2 separate regions of the Gossypium hirsutum genome follow, and region 2 is linked to region 1. A link is a contact called in public Hi-C data. All regions are on one chromosome and are shown on one strand. Each heading gives the region's core, a stretch centred on a gene start, on an enhancer-like site or on the middle of the called end of the contact. The rest is flanking DNA. Distances are from core to core; before and after follow the strand shown. Region 1 holds the start of LOC107933966 (probable xyloglucan glycosyltransferase 6). Region 2 holds the start of LOC107954689 (E3 ubiquitin-protein ligase CHIP).

Region 1 (2,700 bases), core at 75-2,574:
TATTAATATATATCAATATATGTAAAAATAAATTTTTCGAAAAATATTTTCAGAAATCTGCTAAACAGCCGAAAATATTTTACACAGATTCAATCAAACACCAGAAAATATTTTCCAATAAATCATTTTACAGAAAAGTAAAACATTTTTTCGAAATTATTTTACGAAAAATATTTTACTGACAATCAAACAAACCCTAAAAATATTTTACTGACAATCAAACAAACAAACAAACCTAAATAGTACATCCCTGAAGGCGTAGAACAGAATTAGTAAATTTGAGCCACAAACCGACAAAAAAAGAAACGTGACATTTTATTTTTCGCTAGGAATTTGTGAAACCTACATCTGCTTACCTCCTTCTCATTGCACATAGGAATTTGCACTAACACCATGGGATAATCATCTACATTCCCTGTTTCTACTCTCCCCATCGGATACTCCATACTTGCCGTCGGTTTGATTCTCCTAATTTTAATCCAGAGACATCCTAGCATCAACAGCACACGATCCATCGACTGAATCAAGAAGAGCACTATACACACATTCGCCAAGCTCTGCAGTGGAGGCGCCAAGTAATCGGCTCGGATTTCGAGCCATAAGGCGTAGAAAAGCTCGACCGCCGCCTCTGCCGACGCGGCCGACGGGGGGCTGAAATGCCATCCCTTGAAATAGGCAACTAACTCGACGCAAAGTAAGAGGACCACGAGAACCAGAAAGAACTTAATTATACGGTAGAGCCTAGAAGCGGAGGAATCACATGGGGAATCGGCAGCTGAGATTCGGCGGTTGGCAGTACGGAGGAGGAGAAGGAAGGAGTTTGTGATCCACGCGAGGGAGTTAGCGAGTTGCTGGAATCTCAAGAGACAAATCCAGGATAGCTGTCGTGCGCTTCTGGAACGATCTTTTTCGGTCGTCAGATCAGGATTGAGACTCCTGATCTCAACGGTCAGGAATCCTTTGTTAGCATTGTTACTATCATTGGTGAAAAAGTCGTGGTTCTTCTCCCTTTGCTTGTTCCACCATTCTTGAAACTCATAATTCGGCTCTCGAGACATAAATCACCAAATTACAATATATATTTTTTGACAAACAAACAAATAAACATGAATAAATTAAACGTCGAGAAACAGGGAGATCTTACTGTATTTTTTTTTCTTTTCCCTTTCCTTCTGGTTTTTTTCCCTTGCTGTTGTTGTGCTTGGAGGAAGAGGAAGGGAAAAGAAAGCTAAATTTAGTAAGAGTGTAACAAAATTATTGTATAAATTTTTATTTTTATTATGGAGAGTTGTAGTTAAGAAGCAGGCCATGTGCGATTTTGTGTAACTTAAATCCAGATTTCTGACTTACACGCGCTAATCACGGGGATGAAGTGGCGATCGTGAGATAATGACGTGATGGCGCGTCGCTTTCTGCTGTTAATTTCTCCATTATGATATTATATCTTATATTTTTATTATTTAAGCTCATATATTAATGCAATTTTTATAAAATAAATTATATTATAAGATAATTTTTTTATTTTTTTATTTTAAAAAATAATAAAAAATTACATATTGAAAGATTTAAAACCACACCAATTGTATTGTAAAACATTAAATTTTCTTTTCAACCAAAATTTTATTTTGATTCTTTTATACATTTTAATTTTATTATGCACACTTTAATACATTTTCTATTAAATGTATATAAATAAATAATATTGTTAATTGAGTTGGTGTTACAAATTAATTCAACACTATCTTAATATTGATGATAACACCATTATAAACAATTGTATTCATTTAGTATTCTTAATATGATGTATTTATGTGTTTAAATTTTGTTTTACTTACAATTTATTATACCCCCACTCCTTGAACACTCATTTTGGACACACATCCCTCGGAACCACTCCTCAAAGCGATTCTCTTAGAAAAACTCATTGGCATATTGTTGGATCTGATGTCCTAAGTGTAGTATATTCATTTTGTATACTTATATATTTCGAACAAATTGATTTAATAATAACATTCATTAATTACATGAATATCCTTTGTATATTGTCATCAATGTTTTTGCATTCAAAGCAAAATAGAAGCAAATATTTGCTCATTGGTTATCTAATGTTTAACTAATACTAAGCTATATTACGTGGTCAAATTGTAATACGAAAAAACTTGTATTAGTAGATGAACCTAAACATGTACTTAGTCTAATTGGAAATGAGCAAATTGATTAAAAGACTAATATGTCATCTATTGATCACCTCCAAACCTGTAAACATTTAGAGTAAAAATCGTGCAAATAATATATATAATTAAGTTTGGTTTCTACAAGCGAACAAGTCAAATTGTAATATAGTTTTGTGTTACAATGGAACACCGGTAAGTATTCCGATGATTGAACCTAAGGGATTGTAGATTGGAGAATTTTATTATTAAATTAATTACAGAAAATAATTACTAATATAATCGAGTCACTAATTAATAGTGTGAATCTAAATTAAAATATTAATTAAATTAATTACCCTAAATTAACCTAATGGAATTTCCTATTCATAGTGTCAACGATGCGAGCTCTTGGCCTATAATCAATTAAATCTCTAATTATCAACTAAGTCATTAATTACCCTCAATTGAGTTGTTTACCACCCTTAGTTACGATTACACTCTCGGTCTCATTTTCACTAAGGATTACCACATAAGTCACCCTCTCAGT
Region 2 (2,701 bases), core at 140-2,639, 270 kb before region 1:
TCTTTCTAGCAATGTAAACATTATTTACAATGTTACTTATCTTCAGTTTGAACTTTAGACAATCAATTAGCTAATATTTGTTTGTCACAATTTCGCTATGCATGTAAAATATAAAAGACATAAATACAAAAGATATAATAGTGAAATGCGAAATTAACTTTATTTATTTATTTATCGTTCAAATAAATAGATAACAATTACATGTTTACTACAATATGGACATATTTCCCAACACATTGAAGCAAATCTCATCCTTCCAAAATCATGTCTACACGATCCTTGGGTCGAATCTCTATCAAAGAGAAGAACCATAGAATTTTTCTTTGTAATAATAACTATTCTCAAAGTTCATAAATAAAAATTTGAATCCAAATTTCCAAATTATTCTTTGTAATAGTAACTATTCTCAAAGTTCATAAATAAAAATTTGAATCCAAATTTCCAAATTAAATTTTGACACAAAATCTGAATGTACAATATTTTCTCAAAGTTTGTAATAAAAATTTGCATGTTAAAAATTCAATCTATCAAGTGACAGGGCCACATGGAGCATTCTGGGATCAATTGACCAAATAAAAAGTAAAAAAAATGCTTATAATTTTTAATATATATATAATTGGTGTAATTTTTTTTTCAATTTTTATTAGACATTTCGATTTTAATATGTATTGGATTATATCATTATATTTATATATGCAGATGTATTTATGTTATTTGACTCTAAGATTGTCTTATTTAACATTCACACACCTTATCCATTACGCCCAAGTTTAAATAAGAATTAAGAAGAATTGTTTTCGTGATTAGTTGTTCAGAAATTAAATTTAAGATTTGTGTGAATTATAAACTTAAAATAAATATTTTATTATTTTACTTTTGATTTAATAAAATAATAATATTTTTTAATAATTAAAGATGGAATATGAAATTATTTGGAATTAAATCTAGACTTTTATACCTACAATACAATATTTTTACCACTAGAGTAAGAGATTGTTAACTATACAAATATTTTGTTATTCACTTACAATTCAACAACAAATATCGAATACAAATATTTGTTAAGTGCATTTTAATTTGAAAATTATATTATACATTGTGAATTTTTATAATATGTAAAATATTTTATAAGATATAATAAAAAATATAAATAAATTTAATATTTATCACATTCTCAACTATTTTTAAAATATAAATAAATTTAACTCGATTTTAAAATATAAAAAATATCAAAAAATAATGAGAAAAATGATTCTCAAATCCATAAGTCATACAAGAAAACAAGGAAATCCAACAGCATTGACCAAAATTAAGAGTTAAAGTATGTATCATCCAATCCTATTCGGCTGTGAGATAAGTGCATCCTCAAGAGGTGACGCCATCACTGCCCAAAATCATAATAGAAGGCCAAAAAAATAAAAAAATCGCAAGGGTTCTGCGTTTGAGGTTGCTTTCACCTGGAACAATCTTGAATCCTCTTCGAAGTCGCGCTGCTGCTTCCTTCTTCATTTCATTTCCCACATTTGAAATTCAAAAAAAAAAAAAAATTTTGTAGAGATAAACTTCAAGAGGAAAAAAAAGAAACAAATCGCAGATTTCGTTGGTTTACGCTTCACGGTTAACATATTTCATTCAGGAAAAGAAATGGTGTCAGGTTCGGCATTAAGCGCGGCAGCCAAACAAGCGGAGCAATTGAGGAAAGATGGCAACATTTATTTCAAGAAAGATCGTTTTGGGGCAGCCATCGATGCTTATACTGAGGTCTACAATCTTCCTCTCCTCCCTTTTTTTTTTGAAAAAAAATTGTTTTTGTTTGCTATATTAGTTTCTTAAATTTTTTGATTTTTTATAAAATTTATGTAATTTTTTGGGTTTAAAGGCGATTACGTTATGCCCCAATGTTCCTGTATATTGGACGAATCGCGCTCTTTGCCATCGCAGACGGAAGTATGTACGCAATCCTTTTATAATTAATTTTTATGTAAAAATAGTGCCTTTTTTTCTTAAGAGGAAAAAAGGTTTTTGAAGGTGTCTCTTTTCTTGGTTTGACGCAGTGAATGGTTGAAAGTGGAAGAGGATTGCCGGCGAGCTATTCAGCTTGACTACAGTTCTGTCAAGGTAATCTTCTTTCATTTCTTATTCCGTTATGCTGATTTTTAGGGTTTGTTGTGCGCCTAATTATCATGACATTTCACACACCCCTGACCCGTCCATGTCTTGAAATTTGATTCTTCTTGGTTGCCTTGTTTTTTGTTTTTCTTTTTTCCCTTTTGGATGTAATGCTAAATCATGTATAGCAGAATAAAATAAGTTCTTAGGCGAGTATTAAGGTGATTGAAGCTTCTACCGGCCTGACATTTTCAGGTCATCTATAACTCTTTGATTATTTCCTAAGAAAGGAGTCAAGTTTAGTTGTTTAGTCGACTTTCAAGCGCCAATTGGAAACTGAGTAGGATTGGAACTGGGAATGGGTTCAAGCAAAATTAAGGACTTCTGGAAGTTAAAGTGGCAAATACCTTGCTATGTTAGTCTTTAGTTATAAACCTATCAAAAGCTGGTTTGGAACTGTTGAGATAATCATGCGTCTTGGGTTGTTTAACTTAATTTCCCATGCAAAATCTAATGGTTTTCTGGCAGTTTCTTCTTTTCCCAAGTAAAATCAAACTTGATTTTGCAATGTCGGTTGTTTTTGCCATTTTTT

What was found. Hi-C and Micro-C count contacts between places; a contact is called where the count stands out from the background.
Region 2: a Hi-C map of leaf shows a contact between it and region 1, with 1.7 times the contacts expected there. The contact joins the promoter of LOC107954689 here to the promoter of LOC107933966 in region 1. A contact is called at or near these places in 6 of 34 Hi-C or Micro-C datasets (callus, leaf, petal and 1 more).

Annotation. Positions count from the first base shown.
Region 1 is chrD07:32,457,638-32,460,337 of Gossypium_hirsutum_v2.1, reverse strand. LOC107933966 (probable xyloglucan glycosyltransferase 6) reads right to left here and starts at 1,324. Exons shown (of 5, transcript XM_016866286.2): 1 at 357-1,324. The coding sequence starts at 1,058.
Region 2 is chrD07:32,730,758-32,733,458 of Gossypium_hirsutum_v2.1, reverse strand. LOC107954689 (E3 ubiquitin-protein ligase CHIP) reads left to right here and starts at 1,389. Exons shown (of 8, transcript XM_016890321.2): 1 at 1,389-1,761; 2 at 1,880-1,947; 3 at 2,055-2,118. The coding sequence starts at 1,645.